Linked DNA regions of Mus musculus: all the other regions are linked to region 3. Evidence: chromatin contacts called from public ChIA-PET, Hi-C, HiChIP or PLAC-seq and Micro-C data. All regions are on one chromosome and are shown on one strand. The core of a region is the stretch at or near the end of the contact, and the rest is flanking DNA. Distances in the headings are between cores, read along the strand shown. Region 1 has its middle 33 kb from the start of 1700095J07Rik. Region 2 holds the start of Ube2h (ubiquitin-conjugating enzyme E2H). Region 3 holds the start of Smkr-ps (smal lysine rich protein 1, pseudogene). Region 4 holds the start of Tnpo3 (transportin 3). Region 5 holds the start of 1700012C14Rik (RIKEN cDNA 1700012C14 gene). Region 6 holds the start of Klhdc10 (kelch domain containing 10). Region 7 has its middle 34 kb from the start of Zc3hc1.

Region 1 (3,720 bases), core at 409-2,908, 350 kb after region 3:
CGAAATGAGGATAGATCAGCACATAGTAGACTTCTGAGTTTGCGACCTCCCCATGCCCCGGGATCTTGCCTTGTTTCCTGGGTGCTGGGATCATAGGCACACATCACCACGCAAGGCTTAAAGATCTATTATCCAGTAAGAAAGAAAACCAGGACTGCTGGTGTGGCTTAGCGATGACGGTTGCTTAGCATGAAGCCCTCCTAAGCAGCATTACCCAGCACTCAAAGAAAGAGTGAGCAAGGAGGGGAGGAAGGAGGGGGAGAAAGAAGAGCAGTAGACAGATGACTGCCACCAGCTCGTTCAGCATGCCACCCGAGCAGGCCACATCCCTCTCTCTAGCCCCTCGGTTGTGCCGATAGACCAGTGTCAGCTTCCACCATCTCCCCCGCTCCTTGCCCAGGTGGAAGTGATGTGGGGGGAAGCAGATGTGGACGCACACGCACAATGTCCCTTCCAAGAGGGCCTGGCATGTGCTTCTCCATGTTCCTGAGATAAGGGTCTCTGTAGCTGTTTCAGGACCAGGTGAATGAGTGGAAATTTCAAAATAAAAATAAATAAATAAATAAATAAATAAATGAGGAAGACTGACTGCTCGTAAGGGCTCAGGGTTTTTTTTTTGTTGTTGTTGTTTTGTTTTTCGAGACAGGGTTTCTCTGTATAGCCCTGGCTGTCCTGAATCTCACTTTGTAGACCAGGCTGGCCTCGAACTCAGAAATATGCCTGCCTCTGCCTCCCAAGTGCTGGGATTAAAGGTGTGCGCCACCACCGCCCAGCTCAGGGTTTTTATTATAAGGGAGAAAACAGGTAGAGGCAGAGACATCTGGGAGAGTCCAGAGCGACATGACCTTGAGTAGGGCCATGTGTGGAGAGGTGACCTAGAGTGGCAGGCAAAGAACCCACAAAAAAGCCAGCATAGCCAAAATGGCTGGATTATATAGGGAAGGGCAGCCCAGCCTCTGGGCTGGAGAGTTCAGGGTAGAGGACAGGGTATGCTAACCAGGAGGACCTTGTCACCAAGGGATGCTAGGCAGCCAGCATTCACTTATATGTTAACAGGCAACTCAGTCACTCTGTCTCTGGTTTGAGAGCTAACATTCTCCTTCAGGTGTTGTAGGTTGTCTTTCATTGGAAAGCTCGATGCTCTGTCTCTGTGGATGTTCACCAGGATTCCTGGTCAGGCTTCATATGGGGGCCCCCCATTGTTCAGGGGAGAGAAAGCCTGTGCCATCAGTCCACACTTTCCTAAACTTGTTGACATGCTATGACAGGGGCCAGATTCGCATCTACCCTGCTGGTGACTCAGTTACACCGGAGTGAGAGATAATTCTCTTTGGCCCCATTTTTCAGGTGGGCAGACTGAGGCAGAGAATGGGTAGAAGGAGGGAAGGAAGGTGAGAGCTCAGAGCCACTCCCTTCTGAGACTAGGATCCTTATGTTTGCTCCTACTTCAGGGTCTTTGTTGTCTGGAATGCTTTGCTCCCCATTTTGCCTGCCGACTCTTCAACTTCAGTTGGGCAGCAGCCAAAACATCAGTTTCCCAGAGCCTTCCCTCGCCTCACCTCGAGAACACTGGCCCCTTCCAGTCACCACCCCTCATGTTGTCACATCCGCCTGTTTTGGTTCTCGGCAGGACACTCTAGCAGACTCTGCTGGCTGCCTTCCCAGCAGCCATTTCCCCTTCCTCCTGCCCGTACAACTCAGAGTTTGTTTGGGTTTCTCTTCCTAGTCCCACTCATCATGGGAATAAATTCTGATTGGTGTTTGGCAGCCTCTTCACTAGTGGTTGACTCTCTCTCTCCTCTCTTCCTTCCTGAGACAGGGTTTCTCTGTGTAGCCCTTGCTGTCCTGGAACTCCCCCTGTAGACCAGGCTGACCTCAAACTCAGAGATGCACCTGCCTCTGTCTCCTGAGTGCTGGGATGTGTGTGTGTGTGTGTGTCTGTCTGTCTGTCTGTCTCCAACCCTTCCAATCCCCTAGCCCTCCCACCTAGCTCACCTCACCCCCTCCTCGAGGGCATTACTTTCTATAGATTTTTAAATTTTCTAGAAAGGTGATACAGAGCAAGAAACCTTTCTTGTCTTTTAAAATTTTTTTTTTTTTTTTTTGGTTTTTTCGAGACAGGGTTTCTCTGTGTAGCCCTGGCTGTCCTGGAACTCACTCTGTAGACCAGGCTGGCCTCGAACTCAGAAATTCGCCTGCCTCTGCCTCCCAAGGGCTGGGATTAAAGGCATGCGCCACCACGCCCGGCGCCCTTAAAATATTTCTTATTTACTTGTGTGGCATGTGTATGCAGCAGAGACAGCATCAGGCGACAGTCGTTGGGTCTTTCTTGCTCTGTGATGCTTCACCTCTAATCCCAGGCTAGCTGCCTGAACCTTCTTGTGATTCTCCTGGTACTGCCTCCATCTTGCCCAGGGCGGTTCGGTCTACAGACACAAGCCACTTCTGGCTTTTAAATGGGTTCTGGGAATCCAAACTCAGGTTGTAGGCAATGTGTCCAGCATTTTTATGTGATGAGCCATCTCCCCAGCCTGCCCTCTCTTCCCCTTCCATTCCCTTCTGTTCTCCTTCCCTCCACCCCTGCTCTCCCTTCTCCTCTCTCCTCCTCTTCCCTTCCCTCTTATCTCTTCCCTTCCTTCCTTCCTCCCCTCCCCCTTTCTGGGCTCATGTAGTCCACAATGAAGTTTAATTTAATATATAGCTGAGGATTGTCAATGACCTTGAACTTCTAATTCTTCTGCCTCTGACTCCTGTGTGCTGGGATCATAGGTGTGCTACCACCTTTGGTTTATGCTGTGCCCAGGTTGAGTCCAGAGCTCCATGTGTGCTTCATGAGCACTCTACTCCAAGGACAGCCACACCTTAGGTCCTAGGAGCTAGGATTGTGATGTATGAACATTGAAGAGACACAATCACTCCACAAATAGGGTAAGAAAAAAAATACCCTTGTAACTTTAGCCATTTAGTGCATTGTGACTGTCTGTTACTTAGGTTTAAGAACATCAATTAGGCTGGGTAATGGTGGTGCATGCCTTTAATCCCAGCACTTGGGAAGCAGAGGCAGGCAGATTTCTGAGTTCGAGGCCAACCTGGTCTACAGAGTGAGTTCCAGGACAGCCAGGGCTATACAGTACAGAGAAACCTTGTCTCGAAAAACCAAGAAAGAGAGAGAGAGAGAGAGAGAGAGAGAGAGAGAGAGAGAGAAATCATTGACTTAGTTCTATACTCACCTATTAACTGTCTCTCTCATCAAGACATCAACTCCATGAGGGCAGCAATGTCTAGCCTATTCCTTGCCCCAGTGCCTAAGAATAGACACTTACATAAACAGCAGTGCCAGGGGGCCGCCTCTCCTGAGCACCTTCCCTCGCTGATCTTGATTAGAATTTATATTTAAAAAGCAGAATCTGATAATACAAGAAATCCTAGTCCCTGGGTAAATGAGAAGCCAGGTCTTTATTTTGAAGATCTAGAGTCTCTCTCTCTCTCTGTGTGTGTGTGTGTGTGTGTGTGTGTGTGTGTGTGTGTGTGTGTGTGACTATGTTCTAGAGTCTGTTTTATAGAGAGGCACACATTAACACATTATGTTGGTTCCAGTCTGAGCCTCTGGAGTTTCCAGTTTCAATCAAACAAGAAAATGATCAAAGAGGGCACCGCTGCTCAGGGCTCCAGTCAGGACTCAAGAGTTTGGAGTGAATCAGAATCATCTGGAACCTTGTT
Region 2 (3,702 bases), core at 223-2,722, 320 kb after region 3:
CGAATTTCTCTACTGGTCATGCAAAAAAAAATCAGCCTGGATTCCAACCAAAACCACTGCCTGGAGGACTCTTATCAGTTACAGCTCTCCCACTGCAACCTCGGGTGTATATAAAGCTGGGGGAAGGGGTAGAAAATAAAAGGTGTCACTTGGCCCAGATCAGGGCAAGCAGTCCCCAAGAACCATATCCTCAGAGGGAGTTTTGCTCAAGTGGCTATTTTGTTCGGGGAGCTCCTTTCTCTCCTTCGTCCCAGCTGTCAGTTCCACAATATGGAGGGTGGCCTGCCTGCTAAGAGGGCCTGGGGGTCCTCACTGCATGCACTATGAGTGGGATAGGCTTTGTGAGTAGAAAGAAAAACAGGAAGGTTCTCCAGACCAGAAGGCTTAACAGGAGTGTCTGATTTAAAACACACGGAGCTCTTTATTACAAGAGGGGGCCCTGGGCAGGCTACTCTCTTCCTAATATAGAAAGGAATTAGGGATAAAGAAGGTTGCTTGAGTTACCCCAGTTTAAGCAGCACTGTGACTGGAAGGAACAGGGACACCCGAGAGAGAGAGAAAGAGAGAGAGAGAGAAAGGCTTCCCTCTCAGGAATTTCTATAATGAACCCATAAACCCAAAGCTAGCAAACAGGAAGCAAAGACCCTGAAGATGAGCTCCCGGTGACGAAGGAGGCGTCTAGTTATACCCCCACACACACCCCTAAGAAAGGGCCGTCTTAGGAATCCAAACGTCGTAGAGGGAAAGTCAGGGGCTGGGGGTGGGGGGGGAGTGCAAGGAAGGCGAAGAACAACGCACATCTCGGGGGGCTGCAGATAAAGGGGGACTGAAAAAGCCCTCGGCTCCGGGGAGGTGCCAAGGGGCCGCCGTAGGCACTGGGGGAGGGAGGGGAGGCGCGGCCAGTGGCCTGGAGTGCCCCGGAGCCCTCGAGTGGGCACCCCCACCCGCCCCACACGCAGTCCGAATTCCCCTCCATGAAGGATACAGCTTGACTACGTCCGTGTCCATCCGCCTCTTGCCGGGACTGGGGGATGACATGGTGTCGCCGCTGCCGCTGCCTCCCCGTCGCCTGCGCCGCCGCCGCCTCTCTCCCCTCCTTGGCCCGTCTGTCACGGGCTCCGGGCCCAGCTCGCAGGGCCCCGCGGCCTCGCCGGCTCCTCGGCCGAGGTGGCAACACCCGCGCGGTCCCGTGGGGTCCGCTCAGCCGCCGCCCCCCGCACGGGGGAACACCGGGCACTGCCCCGCCGAGTGGGGGCGGGGACCGAGGCGCCCGCTCGGGCTGCCCTCCGACTGAGGCTCCGCCGCGGCCCGGGCTGCCGCTGCTCCGCGCCGTGCGCCGCTCCCTCCCGCCTGCGCTAGCTCGTTCGCCTGCCCGCCCGCTCGCTCACGCTCTCGCCAGCTCCCAGCTGCTTCCTCCACAAGCCGACGACTCCAGCTCGGTCGGCCTCTCTACCCTAGCCTCGCTCTAGGCGCCGTGATGTCACCTCTGTGACGTCATCTGAGGGGCGGGGCGCCGGTGGGAGGGGAGGAGCATCGTCGTCGCGGTGTAAGCTTGTCAGGGGAGTTCTGGGAGATGTAGTTCCTCTTTCTCCTGCCATCGTGCATTCCCTCCGCCCCCTCCCCCAACCTCCTCACACACTTCATCGATCAACTGCCAGTGTCGTTACCATCAACATAAACGACGGTAGTAAATAATGGCAGTATGATTACATTCATACTTTATGTACCACCCTCTCAACAGTGCTGCAAAGGCTGTTTGGATATGGAGGAGGCCAAAGTGGCAATTACTCAGACTGGCGTCCAAATCTGGAAATTCCCACACCAGCATGTTCTCTCCACTCTGCTCCCTCTTCAGAGGGAATTGGTTTGCAGGGATTTAGACTACAGTAAGGCTTCCCCAGAGCTTGCAAACAGGGTTCATTTACCCTCTATGCAAACAAGGTCAACAACTCCGGAACTGCAGTAGAAGCAGCAAAGAACAGAAATAATTTGATACTAACATCCTCATTCTACAGAATTTGAGGTAAGTTGAGGTCCTTTTTAAAATCACAAAGGTGACTGATAGAAGCACCCTAAATAAGTTATAATGCAGAACAAAGACACAGTTCTGCCCTCTGAACTCCTATATCAGTTCATGACTCTGAGGATACAGTGTAGATGAAGATGAAATTTACACAGCTCTCCCAGAATGGACCAGAGTGTCAGCATCATTTGAGAACTAGGAAGGAATGCCTCTAGAAGGGCCTTAGGCCTACTCAATTAACATATGCAGTTGAACTAAGTTCTCAGACAGTTCCCTGAACAGTGAAGTCTGAGATATACTGCTCTACAGGGCTCAAAAGTACTGTAAACCTAAGGAGCAACAAGGTAAAAGAGGCAGAATAGTGCCAAGTATCCTCAAAAGCTTTATCTATTGTCTTTTCTCTATGACACACACTTGGACTTTGTCAGGTCAGGTACTGAGGGCTAAATTGAAGATCATTTGCTCCTATCTTTCTACCCTTCAAAATGCCAGCTATTTTTTTTTTTTTAGTTGTAACATACATATAAAATATACAATGTTAACCATATTTAAATATTCAATGCAACAGCAAAAAACCATTAAATATTGTGCAAGTATGACTAGTGCTCATTTCCTGAACCTTTTCATCAATCCAGACAGAAATCATGTGCCCTTAAAAGAATAACCCCTCCTCCCCATCCCACCAGCCCCTGGTAACTTCCACTCTATGTTCTGGGGAGAAAAAAAGACTATCCATTGCTTTCTCCTAGGAGAAATCTGTCAGCAGACGGGTATGAAAAGACTTCTAGCCACCTTTATCTGATCACTTCATTGAAGGAAGAAAACAAAACAAAACAAGATTTGTCTTTCTCACTGTCTGCACCAGACTCCCTAGGGTGTTATTGCCCCTACCAGCTTTCCTAGAGTGGCTCCCCCAGCCTCCTTTGCCTGATTACCTCCCTCCCCTGTGCTAAGACAGTGGTTTTCAAGCTTGGCCCAACACCTCAGAATCACCTGGGGAGCTTGTTAAGCTCACACAGAGTCCAGGAACTGCTGCTGGGAATTCAGAAGGTCTGGGGTGAGGCCTAAATAGCCTTGTCTTTAACAAGTACCCCGGATGTTTCCGATGCTGGCCAAAGTCAGAAAAGCTCTGCCGTCAAGATTCCAAAAGATGTCTCAATTTCGAGACACCTATCTGACTGTTAAGTGCATTTATAAAGTCCTATGCCCAAAAGGCAGGAGCTGTGTGCTCTCTGCTCCTCCACCACACACACAGTGGCACCTAGAGGACCTGTGGTCATTGTCTCTAAAACCACAGCATATATATAGAACAGACAGTCAAGGAAAGGACACTAGAGGAAGAAAGGCCTGGAGTTAGGGCTTAAAAATTCTACATGGTCTTTTCCTCCTCACTGATACAACTGCTGTGAGCAAAAAAACTTGGGAGACTAACCAGAGAAGTGTTTCATAACGGAAACTTGCAGACCACGCTGATGGTGGCAAGCCTGCTCCCTCCACAGGTAACGGAGGGTGAGCCCTGGAAGCAGTCTTAGCAAAGGAGAACCATGATGTCCTTTGGAGGTTGTTGGTGGTGGTGGGTTTTTGGTTTAGTTTGGTTTGGTTTTTCGAGACAGGGTTTCTCTGTATACCCCTGGCTGTCCTGGAACTCACTTTGTAGACCAGGCTGGCCTCGAACTCAG
Region 3 (3,366 bases), core at 79-2,578:
TTGGAAAGCTGCAAACAAAACAAAGCAAAACAAAACATTGAGATACAGGCAGGGAAAGGGGCTCACTCCCAATCCTTGGATTAGAAGCCAGTCCACAAAGGAGAAAACACAGAGTTTGCCATATCAAGGGATATATAAATCATGATAAAATTGCCAGACAAAACACAGTCTTGTCAGTGAAAACTCCAAAGGACATAAAGACTTGATTTTGAAAGTCATTTCACTAACCAGGCTGGAGAAAAGCTAGCAAAACCTACTATAGCATGTAAGGTCTTTTCAGGATTTTAACCTGCTTCTTGGTTCACCTGCCTCCTGCCCTGGGTTTACCATATCCGGCCCATGATTTGGACTGTTCCTGGTCGTTTGGGTTTTTTTGTTTGTTTTGTTTTGTAACGTTTATTTGTTTTTATTTTTTTGTGTGGTGAGTGTTTTGTCTGCATGTGTATCAGTGCACTGTATAGTGAGCTGCCTGGTGCCTGTGGAGGTCAGAAGAGGGCGCTGGATCCCTGGGACTGGATGGTTGTGAACAGCCCTGTGGGTGCTGAGAGCCCAACCTGGGTCCTCTGCAAAAGCAAGTGCTCTTTACCACTGAGCCAACTCTGCACCTATCACTTTTAACTGTGGCCAGCGCTTGCAATTCATACCCTTCCTCTTTGCTGTGTTCCCATCTTCCTCCTCCAACCTTTTTAGTTCAAGAACCTTGGCTCATATTGGGCACTGAATTCCCATGGCAAGCGGGAGTCAGGCACGCGACAGATATACAATATCCGCTTACTGAATAAAATGGAATGGCAAGTTCTAAAAAAATAAAAAAAATAAAAAAAAAACAATTGGAGTTATGCCCCCAAACGCATTCCCTTTCTGGGAGAAAAGGATGGACTCACAAGGTTAGAAGCTAATCCCACCCATAATGTACGAACCCTGCCCACTTTCCTCTCCTGAGGCCTGTACTAGACTCTTACAGACATTTCTTCTGTTATTCTCACCTCGACCCTCAGAGACCTTATTCTTGTTTATCAGAAGAAGTGAAAGAGTTTCTGAAGATTTCAAGAGACTGATTTAGCTTACACTCTCTCTAGCCTTTCCTTCCCAAAGACAAAACTGCTGATCTTGGCGGCCCGCCCCTTCCCCTCATGCCCCGCCCAATCGCACTGCCGGAGACAAAACTTTGCAACTTTGCTCCCAGTTTGAGTTCTTAATCATCGTCACCTCCGCGTAAACCGAATCGGAACACACAAACTGAGCTCACAAGGGCTCCGCCCAGTGCGGCATGCCCCGCCCCGGTGCCCTAGCAACAAATAAACAGTTCGAGGTTCCGCGGGGTTTGTGCACTCGAAAGCGAGCTGTCCGGGTGCCGCCCCGAGTGGAGTGAGCCGAGCCTTGCTTACCAGCATCTGCGCCTCCGCACACCGCGAAGGCGCCCAATTGGAGGTGCGGCCACGGCCGGGGCAGGCGGCACAACGCCGGTGAGAGCGCTCGCGGAGGCTAGGGAAGCACCAGGATCGGGGCCGGAAGACTGCGACGCCGGGGTGGGGGAGTAGAGGTGGGGGGTATGGGGAAGAAATGTGGGGCCTGAATTTCGAGACTGGGGACTGGTGTCACAATCACCTCAGCTGAGATAGAAATGACCACGGAAATACCCATCTTAAAGTGGGAGGTTCGCAAGCGCTCGCCATAGCCCCAGTAAGCCTTTGAGACCTAGGTCTTTTGTCGTCCCCACCGGTACAGTTCAACCCAGCGTATAGTAGGAGGGCTCATTCTGAGACGGACTTAAGATGGACTTAAGATGACCTGCATCTGATGGACAGCAGCAGCAGATTCAGGCTGTACCCTTTCTGTGAAACTGGTTTTAGTCCCTTGGTTCTGTGGGGTAACTTTTTTCACTCCTAGAAGATGCTTTGGCGTTTGGGAAATAGAGGAAGATCAGCAACGAGGTTTGGATCCCCCCAAACTAAGTACACGCCAATAAGGGACTGTTCAGGCTGCCCTGAGATGTATGGTGGAATTCTTTACATGTAATAAAGTAAGGTTGGCCTTGGGAGGAGGGAGAGGTGTCCACACTGCATCTAACCCCACCCTACCCTAACCCTCCTCCTGCCGGTGCCGTCCTTCCCAGCCTCATTTTTCTTTCTAGAGTGGCTGTGGTTTTGTTGCCCCTGTCCGCAGCCCTCAGGGACACGCTGTTCTCTTCACTGTTGAACTTGCTGCTAAGCATGCACTGGGTAAAGGGGCCTCAACTTCTTGCACAATTATGGTATTACCATCTCTGCTTAAGGAAAAGTCTTCCCCGAACTAGACGGATGTTGCTCTCCTTGCACCTGCCCTATGGCTGCTACTAGTCTTTTTATCTCCTAGAGTAGAAATACCTCCTGGTCCCTCCTGTCCTGTAAGTACCCACAGCCCTTTGCACCACGCTTGAGGTGTCCTGCCTGTCTTGCTTTCCTTTAGCCTGCAGTTTGGGATGTGTTTAGTAAGCCTGCGGTTCTAATGTTTTCTTCTGGAACTAAGTATAGTATTAAGTAAAGGTGCCATCTCCTGACTTGTTTCTCGGCTTCTACTCTACTGCTCTTCTTTTTCCGGATCCAGGAAAATGAAGAATAACTTACAAAGCCCTCGAAACTAACGGCTTCTTCCGGCTCTTTGTATAAATGTCCAGCTTGTTAGTTTACAGAGGCTGAAGGCCAAAGCTGCTCTTCACTTGCTTTCCAGACCTGATCGCCCCTCCCCCTTTCCATCCCACCCTGCCCTACTCCCCATTTGCTTGTGGACAGCCACTCTGATCTTGGTTGGTCCCTTTATCTTTGCATAGCCTCTCCAACCGCAAAGTGTCTGTATTTATTTCTTCAGGTGGCTATGACCAAACACCTGAAACAACAGTTCAAGAGAAGGAGGGCTTATTCGGGGTCACACTCAGGTTTCCGTCTCACGTAGTGGAGAAGGCAGAGCTTAGGGCAGCGGAGAGTCCAACAGGGAAGGTCAGAAAGCAAAGAGGGTAGGGCCAGGTGAGACCCACCCCTAAAGACCTACTTCTGCTACCTAGTTCTACCCCCCTAAAGTCTCCTCAAGGCCCTCTTGGGAATAAACAATCAACATGTGAACCTGTTAGAGACATTTCATATTTGAACCAACACACCCATCTGATTGTAATTCATTATTCATTTAGCAAATGGTTCATCCATTCGGTGTGCCAAATAATAGTTTAGGCTAAGGAATTCAGTGGTAAACTCACAAACCAACCCTCTGGGTTCCTCTCAGTTACTATTAATTATTAATCACTATTAAGTAGTTGGAATGGTTTTAATGAGACTATCCTCCATAGACACAGATATTTGAACCCTTGGTCCCCAGTTGGAGCACTATTTAGGG
Region 4 (3,209 bases), core at 322-2,821, 380 kb before region 3:
ACATTTACATGCAACCATCAGAGTTAAAGTGGCAAATATTTTTTTTTAATTATGTACTTGCAACCTAGGGGCTTATTTAAGAAGATACAGCACCATTAAACATCAGTTATGAGTTAAACAGAAAAGGGAGAGCAAGCATTTCATGTTTGTGAGTATAAAATGAAATAATGAATAAAGGGTGAAGAGAGAGAGAGAGAGCTAGAGATGTAGGCAGGACTGGATCCCCAGCACCAAACACAAGGAAAAGAAAAAGAAAGTAGGTACTTAGTCTGTTAAGAGGCTCCTTAGTTTTCAAAGAATTTCACAGTTCATAGACTAAAACCTAAACACTGTCAGCAAAATCACAAGCTATTAAAATTCATAAAAAATAAAAACATAGCAAAGGTGAGTGTGAAAAATCATGGAAGAAAATACAAAGTGTGAGTCAAAAAATGAAAAAACATGAGCCCAAAAATTTAACATGTGGAAATACGATAGATACAACACACACTCCACCACATGCTCACAAAAATATGGACTAATTAATATAGCTATGATAGCCATCTTACAAATAAAAACGTACAGGCAGAAGAAATACAGTAGGAATCTGATATAAAACAAAAGAACTACAAAGATTTCCTGAAACCATAACTAATTTTTCTTTATATTACGTTGCACTCCAATGAGAGGAGAAAATTTGTACGAACACGAATCTAGAAGCCTGAGAAATTTCGAGAATAACACGAATGAAAATCGGCAAGGGACACTGAGGGGTGAGTAAGGCTGCCAAAGGGAAGGTATTGCCAGATGCAACTCTTGAATACGGAAGGTGTACCAAAAGCACTTAAAGGAGAGCCAGACCACAAGCGAGACGTACAGAACTACAAAACGGATTCCACAGACGAGGGAAAGGGCCCGTTCGTGACCAATCAGTTGCCACTGGTTTCCGAAAGGCAGCACATCTGTGGCTGCTCAGCCCCACCCCGCGGCACCAGCTCCTTCGGAAAGAGGATCTCCCACTGCCAAGCGCTCCACTCAAGCGGAGAACCATCCCATCCCACTCGGCCCTGGTCCCGCGCGGCTCAGAACGGACTCTCCCCGAACCTCACCGAACGCTGCAGCTCCCCAAGCCAAAACGAGGCGCGCTCCTTTCCGCTGGGATCCGGGTCGTGGTAAAGCGCTTGCACCGCCTGGTACACGAGCTGCAAGGTTGGCTTGGCTCCCTCCATGCTGGCGGGAGCGGCGGCGATGACAGCAAAGAGCCCGATACTCCTCCCTAGGCTTCCGCTTGCTCTGCCTTCAAGCGTCCTCACTGTCTCGGCCACAGCCGCTCCCTGACTGGCGCCATCTCCTCCTTTCTGGCCGTTACCAGGGAAGGGGGGTTCCTCGTGGAAGTTGCCCCCTCGGAAACAGCGGAGAGGTCGCTTTCAGGTTCCTGCCTCCTTTTTGTCTTGTCTTCCCGCCAGAATCGCAGACTCTCGAGTCCGGACACGGGTTCTGGCTTCTGCACCTCCCGCCTTGCTCGCAGAGGCCTACCTCCGCATGACACGAACCACGCAGCGAGCCGAAGCAGGGCTTCCCCGGGCCGGAAGTGGCCGTCCGTAGACTTTGGCACACTTCCGCCTGGTGCACCACAAACTGCCTCCTTCCCGGCACGCCTCCTCTTGTTTCCCCCGCCTCCTCCCGGAAGTGACCCTGCCGGACTAGGAGAACCAAGGGGAAGTAGGCACAAGGTAGTCAGTCTCCTAGGTGCGTAAGTCTTTATTTGAGCTTCAAGTCTGGCTACTCTTAACGTTCCTGACCAAATCTTATCTCGTCAGCAAGGAATCCAAAGTCTTTCCTCCCGGTTCCTACTTCTTCACCCGTCTCCAAGGAGTGTTTAAGAAACATCAGTTCAGCCGGGCGTGGTGGCGCACGCCTTTAATCCCAGCACTCGGGAGGCAGAGGCAGGCGGATTTTTGAGTTCGAGGCCAGCCTGGTCTACAGAGTTCCAGAACAGCCAGGGCTACACAGAGAAACCCTGTCTCAAAAAAAAAAAAAAAAAGAAAGAAAGAGAGAGAGAGAGAGAGAAAGAAAGAAAGGAAGAGAGCCTGTAATCTCAGCTCTTGGAAGTTAGCCACAACACCATCAGGAGGAATTCAAGACCAGCCTCTAATACGTGGAACTCTGTCTCTTTAAAAAAAAAAACCAAAAAAAAAAAAAAAAAAAACAGCCAAGCGGTGATGGCAGACAGGTTTAATCCCAGCACTCTGGAGTCAGAGGCAGGCCTAACTCTTGAGTTTGGACCAGCCTAGTCTACAGAGCAAGTTCCTGGACAGCCAGGAATACACAAAGAGACCTTGTCTCAGAAAATAATTAACAAATAAATAAATAAATGACAAACAAAATCAACTGTCTAGCAATCCTCAGTTAACATGCCAGTTTCCCAATATTGCTGCTTCACTAAAAATAACTGTTAGTATCTAATGAAGGCTGACCATGTGTAATGTAATGTAATGTAGTGAAAGATTAACAACCTTCCAAAATAAGTCCTTTTTTAATGAAATAGTTTTGGTTTGCTTATTTGTTTGTTTGTTTGTTTGTTTGTTTCGAGACAGGGTTTCTCTGTGTAGAGGGCCCTGGCTGTTCTGGAACTCACTCTGTAGACCAGGCTGGCCTCGAACTCAGAAATCCGACTGCCTCTGCCTCCCGAGTGCTGGGATTAAAGGCGTGCGCCACCACGCCCAGCTCTAATGAAATAGTTTTAAAGACTTATTTTTATGTGTATGAGTGTTTTGCCTACATATTTATGCATGTGCAACTTGGTCCTGGAGGAGTTACCGTGTGAGCTGCTATATAGATCCTGAGAATTGAGTGTGGGTTCTCTACAAGATCAGTGAGTGTGTCAACTCTCCAGCTCCTAAACCTCATTTTAAAAGATGAGAATTTAAAGCTGTTCATGCTGGACCATATTTATAATCCCAGCACTTGGGAGGCAGAGACAGGAGGGTTGCTGCATATTTGAGGCCAGCCTGGGGTTCTTTGTGTGGTTCTGGTTGTCCAGAAACTCTGCCTTCTGGGTTCTGGGATTAAAGGCATGTACCTCCACTGCCCAACTAGTCACAAGAATTCTTTTTTTTTTTTTTTTTTTTGTGGTTTTTCGAGACAAGGTTTCTCTGTGTAGCCCTGGCTGTCCTGGGACACACTCTGTAGACCAAGGTGGCCTTGAACTCAGAAATCTGCCTACCTCT
Region 5 (3,295 bases), core at 767-3,266, 480 kb after region 3:
GAAATGTGTTCCTTGCTATCTTGTCCCTTTATAACATCAAGCAAGAGTATTATTGTACCTCTTTTTCTTCTCCATAGTTGGGTGAAAAGAGGTGGGCGGGGGTGGACCTTATTCCCAGGAGACCCTGCAGATTAGCCATATTCTGATTCACCAAGGTTGGGACAGCCCAGCCTGACACACAGAAATGAGGTCTCTCGGCTCGGCTCAGGCAGCAGCCAGGCAGGCGGGAAGGGCCTGTCCAGTTTGGCTCCTCAGCCCAGCTCTAGGGTTGGTGAAGAGAGGACACAGACAGCGGCACACGCTGGCCACTTACTATTCTTGGCACTCAACACCAAGCCAGGATCCTCACAGCGGTTGCATCTGTGAAATACATCAAGTGTCAGTGTGTGTCACCTCAGAAGGGACGGGCAGATCAGTTCATCTTTTATGAACCATCTCACTAAAGCTACCAAGAGTCTGGGCCTCAGAAGGTTCTAAGACTGCAAGGCCCACTTTCTCTCCCTGCAGGGTAGCAGAGCCATATCTGCCACGTGCTGCAGTCAGGCGTCACTCTGTCCACTTTCTGCTTAGCTAATTTGTGCTGGAGCCGGCGTGGTGGTGCACCCTCGTTTTTTCATCCCAGCATTTCGGCGGAGGCAGGTGGACCTGTGAGTTTGAGGCTAGCCTGGTCTATATACACTGAGTTTCAGGCCAACCAGGGCTTCTTAAAACAAAATCAGAAACCAAACAAAAACATTGTGTTGGGATGCGGGAGGATAAGCCAAGGGCCACCAAAGTGTTCTTGCCAAGGGAGTTACCAGCTCTCCCAATGCCAGAGGAAGGGTCTCCTTGGTAAGAACTCTCACTGCACCGATAAAGGACCAGACCCTTCCCCAGGTGGGCGGGGCTCCGCGGAGCCGCAGTGCAGCACGATGAAGCCTGTGCCTGGGACGGGAAGCTGCTCTGGAAGCGAGCGCCAAGTCCCCCAGGTGCCACCGCCAGTCACTTGTCCCGGCAAAGCTCCCAGTGTCCACATAGATGCGGAGCCAGGTCAGGATTTTTCGAATGTAAAATGGCCTCGTGCTTCGCGGAGAAGCTGCCCAGGGTGGGTTCTCTGCCGCCCCCTGGCGAGCAGCGCTGGTCCTGGTCGTGGGCACCGCGACTAGCAGCGGCCGGTGCCCACGCTAACTGTGCATCTAGTGGGTACGCAACCGGCTGGGATGCCACCGGGGCACAACCTTGTATTCAGGCTGATAGCACCCGGAGGCAGGGCTTCTACCCAGCAAACCGGTTAGAGGAATCAGGTACTGAGAATAGAGTACTTTAGCTCAAGGCTCAGAGGAGCACAAAGAGCTAGAAAGCTTTTCAGGGACAGCACCCACCACCTCCTGGTGGCTTCTGGAAGGGGAGGAAGCCTACGAAAGAAACCAGAAAAACTGCAGGAGACTTGGAAAGTTAGGGCGAGGAGAGGCGGTGCTCAGAAGGCACTGATATATAATCGCGCTCCAAGGCAGTTAGTTGGGAAATTTTAAGTTCGAGGCTACGACAATGATCTTTTTGGTAAATAGGGTGAGGCCACTTTGGCCAGGGCACTCAAGAGTACATATACAGAGCAAGGCCTGGCCTTCAGCTCCCATCTCTTTATCCTGGGGTGGGGAGCCAACCTGAGCACAGCAGTCACCCTGGGGCAGCACCTCCAGAGGATGCACTGGAGGCCAAACTCTGGCCTTGAGGGAGACAGGTCCACTTGGAATTAGGACGGGGTACCACGGGTGTAGGACCTTCTCCACTAAAGCTTCGCAGGATGAGGATCCTCCCTCCCTCCCTGCCTTCCACAGCCCAGTGTGGCAAGAGGGGCCTAGGGCTGCGGGGGAGAGAACCACTCCAAACCGGAATGATCTGGTTTAAGGCAAGCTGATTCTCCCTCCGCTCTCCCCCGCCCTCCCTTCTCCTCCTGCGACAGGCTGCTTTTTGTCGCAGTCCCCTGACCAAGGTAAACAGGAGGGAGGAAAGAAAGCTCTGTTTCCATGGCAACCTAGAGGGCGGTCGATTTGGCTCTCTCGGAAGTGCTTGTATGAAGGGGAAAAGAGGCCTCACTGGAAAAGCAACAGGGAGGAAAGATCCTAGCCGCGTTCCTGATGGGGGTTATTCTGGAAGGTGATGTGGGCCTGGAGTAGGAGAGGTGAGGGGCCTGGCACCCTCAAGTGAGGTGGCAGATGGAGCCCGGGACCTGGATACTCCAGGGGCTGGATTCACACCAGAAATGCCACCATCAACCTGGGAAGTATCAAACAGGTGCCAGAGCTCTCCGGGCACATGCTTAAACCCTCACGCCTTGCTAGCCCAGTCCAGAAAAGCTTCCATGGCCGCTCGCTCTGCTAAGCCACGGGGATAAGCCCGGCTCAGTCACCAGGATGAGACTCAGGGCCAAAGACAGGTTCTGTCTGAAAGACTCCCCACCCAGTTCTTGGAGAGTGAGCTAAGAGAGCGCTCCTCCCCTGAGAGTAAGGCTCCAGCATCCTTTCTCCTCCAGACTGGCCCAGCTCCTGTGTGGCACCATGAGAAGAACAGAGTAACCCCAGCATGGGTTGATGGGTGTGGGTCACCATCTCCTGAAGGAGGAGGACTGTCCTGTCACTCTTCAGAGGTCAGCTGAAGTCCTCACTAACCAGATAATTACCACACACTGAGACTTTTCTGAGGAGCACCCTGAGAGGGCCAGTAGCCTCTCAGGGTTCCTATCAGCGTCCTCATAAACTCCTTCTGTCCCGGCTTGGGGAAGATAAGGCAGCTTGCCTTGTCTTTAGCTATCATCTGAATAGCCCGGCCAGGAGAAAAAAGACAGAAGCTATGGGTTGGTCTTCTTCTGACCCCAGGGACGCAGCAGTAGAGACAGGGACTATGTGGAATCTGTATGAGGTATCTTGGTTTCCTCAGGCCACACGGTGACTCCTGGCAGTGAGGCTTCCAAGATTTGGAAATCCCAGCTCCGGAGCCTTTCCCTGGAGCCAGTGGAAGCACCTGATCTGTCGGGGGGGGGGGGGCTGGGGGGGGGGGAGATACCTTTCAGACCAGAACAAGGCAACAGATGGACGCGTTTTCCTTGTAAGATGCCCAGAAAGGCCACATCTCAGCTCTTTCCATGGCGTGGGGATTCCAAAGCTACCTGACCTTGGTGTCTTGCCACGATGCTCCCTTTAGTCCAGCCATGGTGCCGCTCCTTGGATGATGAAGTGTGTTGTTGGGGGCCTTGGCACCAGTGGCTCGCTCTTCCTCCTGCGTTTCTGTGGGTCTGTCCTCCATCTCCGGTTCTCTA
Region 6 (3,749 bases), core at 589-3,088, 420 kb after region 3:
AAGGCACTTGAATTTATGGGCCTCCTACTTCTGCCAGTGAGGTGTTGGGCTGGGGAGACAGGCAAGCACCATCACGCTAGGCTTCTGTTTGGTCCAGCCTTTTTTCTTAAATTTAATTTAATTTAATATATCTGGGTGTTTTGCCTGCCCTTATGTCTGTCTGTACATCACTTGCATGCCCAGCACCCAGAGGAGGTCATAACAGAGCGTCTGATCCTGAATTTGGACTTACAGATGGTTGAGAGCTGCTCTGTAAGTCCTAGGAATCGAACCAAGGTCCTCTGGACGACCAGCCAGTGCTCTGCATACATCCTTCTAGCTCTTGGTGGTCCTGGGTTTGTTTGTTTGTTTGTTTGTTTTTGTTGTTGTTGAGTCTGGATTTTATGCCGCTAAGGTTGGCCTTGAACTTGTAATGTATCTATCTGAGTGGGGCTGGATTTGAATGCCTGATCTTTCTGCCACCATCCTCGGTTGGGGATTACAAGAGTGTGTCACCATGCTGAGTTTTATACTGTGGCAGGAGACTGTACCTTTGGTGCTAGACAAGTATTTTAAGCAACTGAGCTACCTTCATCCCCAGCTCCATGGGTTTTCTTTTTATCAGATGTCAAACATTTCAATAAACTGTATCATAATGCATAATGGATAAAAATACTTCTTTTCCTACAGAAACTGGGTGTGGAGACAAAAAACCAAAATTTCATGACGACATGAAATTTGCTCACTGAGATCAAAGGAGACTTCTGGTCTCAGCACTTTCTCCTTCTCCACCCCACTCCTTAAAAAAAAAAAAAATCCAACATGTGAGGTTCTCATGTGTGAAACATCAAGGGGGTCAGCAGTCCATCAGATTAGATCTTGAAAGGTTTTGTTTCCCTTGAGAAATTTATGTTTTTTTTCCTTATTTGGAAACAGCAATGTGTATCTGCATTTTCCCACTGTGCACTGCGCCTCCCCAACTTCAAAGCCAAATTTTCGGTTTAATTTTGAAACGATGGGAATTTCTGATATTTACATTTTAAAATCACATCGTCCGTTCCATTTTCTATCGTTAACTGTGTATATTGTAAGACAATTGAGGTGGATTGTTTGTGTGTGTGTGTGTGAGTAAAACATTTACTTGATCGTGTGTCATCTAAGAGAGTATCTTTTTCTATTGTTTTTTTCTTGGCAGGCATACACAAGCCGCGTGTTTAAATAAAGATCTTCACTGATGCCTGAAAGATTTTCTTATTGAAATTTTCACTTGTGTTTCTATGATTACTCTAATATCGAACAGTTTTCGGTATTTGCTAATCGGGTTTAAAGCTGTTTGCTCTTGACGTGGCTTTTGCAGGGGAAGGGTCCCGGCAGTGCCACCGTGAGACAAAACAAATGATGAAAGCCAGGAGTTTTTTAGATTTCATCTGACTCCTCCCCCTGCCCCCACCTCCCGTGAGCCCTTTGTGTGTGGCAACAGTCCGCAGACCGGGGCTCAGTTTGCAGAACTGCAGACAGATGTACCAACACCAAGTACATGCATTGTGTACCTATGATGTTTCTAAATGCAGTGCTTATGGGACAGAATTCCGGAGTATCGACCATGCTGAGGCAGCGACCCTGCTTGGGAGTCTCCTCTGGCGTAGCCTCCCCGCTCGGTCTTCGACTATCTGGTCTGAGCCCCCAGCATCCCGGAGAAGCGGGCGAGCTCCGGGAATCGATGCGCTCTCTGAGCGTCTGCTTACGCCTTTTCTCCCCCCATCTCTTTTAGCTATAGCTATGGTTACCACGTCTCTCCCCGCCTCCCTCCACCTGCCAAGAAAGAGACTGCCCATTGGTCCACTGTCACCAAGGCGGCCAGCCATTGGTTGCTGGAGAGCCCGGCGCTACCCCGGCCCCCGTCTCCCGGGTCTCTTGAGGAGCCCGGGAAGGAGGCTCGGCTCGCGCTGCCGGGGCAGGGGCTTGCCGGGACCGGGCTGCGGCAATCGTTAGCGGGCCATGTCGGCTGCCCAGGGCTGGGACCGGAACCGCCGGCGGGGAGGAGGCGCGGCCGGCGGGGCCAGCGGGGTTAGCGGGGCCGGCGCGGCCGGCGGGGGTCGGGGCACCGGACAGCTCAACCGATTCGTGCAGCTCTCGGGACGGCCGCACCTGCCAGGTGAGTGGTGGGGCCGCTGCCGGCGAGAAGGTGGCGGTCGCCGGGCTCTGCTGCCCCTCGGACACACAGCCGAGGGAGGACAGGGAAGCAGAGCAGCAGGAAGGTGGCGTTGAGGTCAGGAGGGGAACCGGAGCACGCCGAAGAGAAGTCTCGCTGTGTCGACAGCTCGGGGAGGAGAGTTGTATTTTCCTCCCGACCGAGAGGCCGCTGTCTCTTTGACATTCCCAAATGTTTCGCTTGCCCGGTTCTTAATCTTTTCCTCTTCCGCGGATGGATGTTGTGAAAGAAAGACATTGGTGTTTAACTGTGGAAAATTATTTCAAAAGGAGTGCCAAATTAAGGAGAGGAGAGCAATATAGAAGTGATTTTGTTTGAAAGGAAAAAAAAAAAGCCAACCAACTGTGTCAGAGTTGGATATTTTGAAATGGAATGAGCATGTGAAAGTGTGTGTGTGTATGTATGTATGTGTGTGTGTGTTGGCTAGGGAGTATATGGGAAAGAAAATAAAAAAGATTAAGGGAAATGGTTGAATCAGTAATATTTGGGGATGTACAGAGACAGAATGGGTAATGGTGACTAGATTTTAAAAGGGGGAAATGAAGATCATGAATATAAAGAAACGAAAGGATGTGATCCCGGTATCAAAACTGAAAATTGGAAAAATATACCTACTGCTAAAAATTTCATGGTCTTTGAGTTCACATGTTTTAAAAAAAACAAAACAAAGTCATGTAGGTATGTGTGTAAACAGTTGTAAAAAGCGTACGTTTACAAATTTTCAGTCTGTTAAAAGGTAGAGAATTAAATCATGCACAGAATGCTAAATCATTTTATTGGGCAGTCGTGTTTTTTTTTTTTTTTCACCGTGAAGAGAATTGTCAGGAATGATGTACTAGACCTTCGCCATGTTTTTTTGTGTATGTGTGACTAGTGTTAAGTTGATTGTATCAGTGGTATATTTGTTTAGATGTTTTGAGAACCTGATTGTTTCTGAATTGTGTTTACTATTGTGACTTGTTCTTCTAGGTGGTAAAAAAAATCAGTTGATTAATTTAAAGATAACAAAGGGGATTTTACTTATTCAGAGAGATAATTACTAATATTTGTGATATGGTTTTTGATGTGTGCCAGAAATGTTCATTAACCCATTTGTTCATGCCATTAAAATAAAATTGAGACATTTGTAAATAATCAAATATACCATAAATTGGATTTGAATAAACAGTATCAGACTGGTATTCTGGAATTGCTAAATATGTGATGTTTAACAAGAAAAAAGGAGACATTTTTTTTTGTTATCATCAGTTAACAACAAAACCCTAGGTTTTCTGCATTACTAAGCCTAGAAGATAAATCCCTTGGCAAGGACTATTCCCAGTTTGCTCTCTGCCTGCAATCTTTTAAGTCTTTGGTCATAGATTAATTATTACACCATGAACTTCATGTGGGCATTCTCAGGGTCCTGCAACATACTGGTGCAGTTCCTCTCTGCTACCACATGAGGGCAGGGTAAGCCATGATTTCAAATAAGGGTCTGAAGTATGGCGCTATTTCTGCATTCCCTTAGCACAGGAGGACAAGAACAGCCATTTGTCCAGAGGTGAAGATAAAACGT
Region 7 (3,523 bases), core at 352-2,851, 370 kb after region 3:
ACCCTTGCCTCCCTAATGCACTAAATCCAAAGAGCTGGGGACTTTCTTGTCATTTATCCTCATTTTTAACGCCTCAAAGAATGTTTTCTAACTCTGTTGTGATTTTAAGACTGATTTTTTGAACCACGGCACCCATATTTGCCCTCCTTTTACTTTGAAAAATTCCTGGGCTAAGTTTATGGGAACTGAGCCCAGATCACAGCTGACCACTGAGGAGCAAGAGAGCTGGGGCCCCTGCAGACCAGTAAGGTTCAGGGAGAGGATGGAGGTGTGGACCGTGTGGTGGAAGGAGGAGGCCACTGCCCTGTTCATTCTATGCCTTTTACTTTGACCTGTGAAGTGATTTTTCCAGAGACTCTGGGATCCCAGCATTGTGCTCACCTCGCAGTAGGCATTAGGCCTTCTGGCCTCTGATCTGGGGTGCTCACCTGCCTCAACTGGCTTTCTGAGGGGAAAAGAGGCAGGAAGTGGTGCAGCTGACCAGACTGAGCACAGGGAAGGCGCTCCTGACTCCCTGTGGCCTGCTAGTCCAGATCCAGGCTCAAGTGGCCGCAGGATAGATGACTCAGGTAAGCCGTGCAGGCCAAACAGGCAGTGTCCACAGCCCAGCAGGCCGGGCCTATAATTAGCTTGCCTGTTGTCTTCTTAGCACCATCTCCTAAGGGTGGCCCTGCTGGGCCCTGAGCCAAGGCTGGAGGAGGCTGGCAAGAATGTGGTTATCTCACTTGGTGTTTGGTTGCCCAAGATGCTGCTTCCCGATGCTTCTAAAACTGGGCATCGAGCTGAAGTACCAGCACCTCTGCTGATGGGGGAGAGCCACTGGGCGAGAAGAATCCTTCCCATAGCAAGGATGAGCTAGCGAGACATTCTGGGATGTTTTTGCCTGAGCCCAGTGCCCATTTCTTTTCCTCAGACCCAAAAGTCCCTACAGCCTGGAGACACGGGTGGCCAGGTGTGCAGCTAAGGATTGCTTAGCAACCACGTAACAAACATCAGGTCCCTTAGCTCTTAAGCAGCCCTTTGACATAGACACTGACTACTCCTGCCCCTTTTACATATCAAGAAGCAGAGGCCCCAGGAGCTGGCTCAGAAGACAGACTGATAACAAGGGCATCCAGTATTTGAGTCCAGATGGCCAGATCCCGACTGACTCTGAGCTGGCTTGGCCACAACCTGTGTGCCGTCTTGGCTGTCACTCCCCACTCTGACCTTGGCTGAATGCAGGGAGTCAGGCCATAGTCTTTGCAACTTTGTGTCTGGTTCTACCGCTGGACAGGTATGGAAAGGGCACTGGGTGGAAGGCCCTCCCTTCCCTGGCCCTGGACAGCCATGTTTACTTCTGGTTGGGAAGTGTGGCTTCATAGGCACCTGACTGACCTGACGGGGTGGTAATGAACTCATGACCTGTACCACTGACTCACGGGCCAAAGCTGCTTCCCCACTCCATTCCTCAGTTTCCCCGGTGGATCAAGGGGCAGTAATGACCTCTTTGTGTTCCGTGCCGCCATGAATCGGGGTCAGTGAGCATCAGTCACACACCCTGGAATGCTCACAAGGAAAGGGTCATCTGCCGGGCCCGAGCTGCACGGTTGCCCGTGATGACATTGCTCTGGCCCTTGGCCCTGTGGCCACGTCCTCCAGGTTTTGTTACTGGCTTAACTCTGTGGGCTGGGTTTGGAGTGACTCAGCCTGAGTGTTGGTGACACCTTGGGAGGACTGGCGTCAGTGCAGCCATGTGGAGCAAGGTGGCTGCCAGTGGCTCGTCTCCTCTTGTGGCTTTCTCTTCTGGCTTCCCAGTCAGTCTGGTCTTTAGGCATTTCTGCACGCCTCTAATGGTGGATACAATGTCTCTAATGCTGGATACAAGGGATTAGCCCTGAACTTTAAGGAGAGCATCCTCAGGAGTGCCTTTAATCCCAGCACTCGAGAGGCAGAGGCAGGAGGATTTCTGAGTTTGAGGCCAGCCTGATCTACAGAGTGAGTTCCAGGACAGCCAGGGCTATACAGAGAAACCCTGTCTCAAAAAAAAAAAAAAAAAAAAAAAAAAAAAAAAAAAGGAGAGCATCCTCCACTTCTCTGGATCTTCACTAAATACATTCTCTTTCCTCTTCTCTGGGCACCCACCTCCATGCTGTCCATTTTCCTATCACTGGACTGGTCTGTGCTACAAAGCAGGCAGCCCCAACTTCCAGTCTACACTGACTTAGACAAGACAAAGCCAGATGCTGTGGCGAGGCTGGCGAGGTGGTGTCTGCCTTCCATAAGAGCGCTAGGGAGGCACATGGAGGTGGGTCTCTGTGTCTGAGGCCAATCTAGTCTAAATAGAGCAGAGGTTCTCAACTTGTGGGTTGCAACCCAACGTGGGAGGGGTTGTCAAGTGACCCTTTCACAGGGGTCACATAAGGCCACCGGAAAACTGGTATTTACATTACCATTCCTAAGTGTAGCAAAATTAATTAGTCATGTAAAAAGAAAAAAAAAATCACGAGAAACTGTATTAAAAGGGCCACAGCATTAAGAAGGTTAAGAACCACTGACAAAATTTCCAGACCAGACAAGGCTACAAAGTGAGACATTTTCTAAGACAAAACAAAACAAAACAAATCAAAACACCCGAAAAATGATGCAGAAATGAGGGTGAACCATTTGGAAAGGAGAGTTGTCGCCCAGGGCCTGTCCCCCAGTGATTGGTGGCGGTGGGTCCGTGGTTGTTTGAAAGGCAAGCTGGAGTTTAATGTGAAGCACTGGCGGCACCTAATGGCTCTAGTGGGTACTGCTAGTATTACAGCTTGACACTATAGCTAACCTGACCTTGAGTCTGGACTAAATACCTAAGTTTTTGGAAAGTGGGCAGATGCTATGGCTCTCATAAAGGGGAAGTTTTCTAAGTTTTCTAGCCATTTACTACCTCATACGTCACATTTTCCTGGATGTCTAGTTACCTACAGAACACAGATCACTCTAGTTACACACGTTTTTGACCCACATTAGATAAAGAGCAACTTAAAAACTCTGAGTATCATTCCACTATATGAATAAACTACATTACAATAATAGTCCTGGGCTGGGGAGATGGATCAGCGGGTAAGAGCACTGACTGCTCTTCTGAAGGTCCCGAGTTCAAATCCCAGCAACCACATGGTGGCTCACAACCACCCATAATGAGATCTGGCATGTCTGAAGTCAGCTACAGTGTACCTATGTATAATAATAATAAATAAATCTTTGAAAAAAAAACAATAATAGTCCTTTGATTTTTTTTTTGAGGCAATGTTTTTCTTGTTTTGTTTTGTAAGACAGGGTCTCAGTATGTGGGCCATCCTGGAACTATGTAGGACAGACTGGCCTCAGTACACACAGCTTCACCTGATTCTACCTCCTGAAAGGTGACATTAAATGCGCCCGCCACTGTGAATGACTACACTATTTTTTAGATCTATTTTCTGCATATGGGTGTGTGTTCTGCATGTATGTTGATGTGCCACGTGCATACTTGGTGTGAGAGATGACCAGAGGGTGTCAG

Evidence for each region. Hi-C and Micro-C count contacts between places; a contact is called where the count stands out from the background. ChIA-PET counts read pairs in DNA pulled down with a chosen protein or histone mark. HiChIP or PLAC-seq counts read pairs in DNA pulled down with a chosen protein or histone mark.
Region 1: an H3K4me3 HiChIP or PLAC-seq map of bone marrow-derived macrophages shows a contact between it and region 3, with 4 times the contacts expected there. The contact joins the enhancer-like site here to the promoter of Smkr-ps in region 3. A contact is called at or near these places in 1 of 484 Hi-C or Micro-C datasets (embryonic stem cells), 5 of 115 datasets of contacts at active chromatin or transcription factors (bone marrow-derived macrophages, effector CD8 T cells, embryonic midbrain and 2 more) and 1 of 9 other capture datasets (embryonic stem cells).
Region 2: a contact with region 3 is called in a Micro-C map of embryonic stem cells, with 2.2 times the contacts expected there. The contact joins the promoter of Ube2h here to the promoter of Smkr-ps in region 3. A contact is called at or near these places in 1 of 39 promoter capture datasets (stem cell-derived epiblast-like cells), 3 of 484 Hi-C or Micro-C datasets (embryonic stem cells and regulatory T cells) and 5 of 115 datasets of contacts at active chromatin or transcription factors (embryonic stem cells, epiblast stem cells, memory CD8 T cells and 1 more).
Region 4: an RNA polymerase II ChIA-PET map of memory CD8 T cells shows a contact between it and region 3, with 5 read pairs. The contact joins the promoter of Tnpo3 here to the promoter of Smkr-ps in region 3. A contact is called at or near these places in 1 of 115 datasets of contacts at active chromatin or transcription factors (memory CD8 T cells) and 1 of 9 other capture datasets (adipose tissue).
Region 5: a Micro-C map of embryonic stem cells shows a contact between it and region 3, with 1.8 times the contacts expected there. The contact joins the promoter of 1700012C14Rik here to the promoter of Smkr-ps in region 3. A contact is called at or near these places in 1 of 39 promoter capture datasets (pre-B cells), 1 of 484 Hi-C or Micro-C datasets (embryonic stem cells) and 1 of 115 datasets of contacts at active chromatin or transcription factors (bone marrow-derived macrophages).
Region 6: a contact with region 3 is called in an RNA polymerase II ChIA-PET map of memory CD8 T cells, with 8 read pairs. The contact joins the promoter of Klhdc10 here to the promoter of Smkr-ps in region 3. A contact is called at or near these places in 2 of 115 datasets of contacts at active chromatin or transcription factors (memory CD8 T cells and thymic regulatory T cells) and 1 of 9 other capture datasets (liver).
Region 7: a contact with region 3 is called in a Hi-C map of Th1 cells, with 6 times the contacts expected there. The contact joins the enhancer-like site here to the promoter of Smkr-ps in region 3. A contact is called at or near these places in 2 of 39 promoter capture datasets (both in embryonic stem cells), 3 of 15 datasets of contacts at CTCF or cohesin (large pre-B cells, pro-B cells and stem cell-derived epiblast-like cells), 26 of 484 Hi-C or Micro-C datasets (B cells, the C10 cell line, CD4 T cells and 9 more), 12 of 115 datasets of contacts at active chromatin or transcription factors (DN3 thymocytes, bone marrow-derived dendritic cells, bone marrow-derived macrophages and 6 more) and 1 of 9 other capture datasets (embryonic stem cells).

What each region holds. Positions count from the first base shown.
Region 1 is chr6:30,335,388-30,339,107 of GRCm38.p6, forward strand. No RefSeq gene overlaps it. Among named protein-coding and RNA genes, the nearest start is that of 1700095J07Rik, 33 kb to the left of the region's middle. Within about 2 kb of position 1,659, at least 156 of the 459 cell types and tissues checked have an H3K27ac peak or open chromatin away from gene starts, as enhancers often do. A contact at or near this core is called in bone marrow-derived macrophages, effector CD8 T cells and memory CD8 T cells, where this site is marked.
Region 2 is chr6:30,303,067-30,306,768 of GRCm38.p6, forward strand. Ube2h (ubiquitin-conjugating enzyme E2H) reads right to left here and starts at 1,473. Exons shown (of 7, transcript NM_009459.3): 1 at 986-1,473. The coding sequence starts at 1,038. It overlaps 1700095J07Rik (RIKEN cDNA 1700095J07 gene), which reads left to right and starts at 1,549. Exons shown (of 2, transcript NR_166056.1): 1 at 1,549-2,023.
Region 3 is chr6:29,984,001-29,987,366 of GRCm38.p6, forward strand. It overlaps Smkr-ps (smal lysine rich protein 1, pseudogene), which reads left to right and starts at 1,329. Exons shown (of 2, transcript NR_040264.1): 1 at 1,329-1,466.
Region 4 is chr6:29,608,278-29,611,486 of GRCm38.p6, forward strand. Tnpo3 (transportin 3) reads right to left here and starts at 1,572. Exons shown (of 23, transcript NM_177296.5): 1 at 1,089-1,572. The coding sequence starts at 1,208.
Region 5 is chr6:30,458,969-30,462,263 of GRCm38.p6, forward strand. 1700012C14Rik (RIKEN cDNA 1700012C14 gene) reads left to right here and starts at 2,017. Exons shown (of 2, transcript NR_131049.1): 1 at 2,017-2,161.
Region 6 is chr6:30,400,017-30,403,765 of GRCm38.p6, forward strand. It overlaps Klhdc10 (kelch domain containing 10), which reads left to right and starts at 1,839. Exons shown (of 10, transcript NM_029742.3): 1 at 1,839-2,134. The coding sequence starts at 1,978.
Region 7 is chr6:30,355,225-30,358,747 of GRCm38.p6, forward strand. No RefSeq gene overlaps it. Among named protein-coding and RNA genes, the nearest start is that of Zc3hc1, 34 kb to the right of the region's middle. Within about 2 kb of position 1,602, at least 82 of the 459 cell types and tissues checked have an H3K27ac peak or open chromatin away from gene starts, as enhancers often do. A contact at or near this core is called in B cells, the HL-1 cell line, Th1 cells and 7 more, where this site is marked.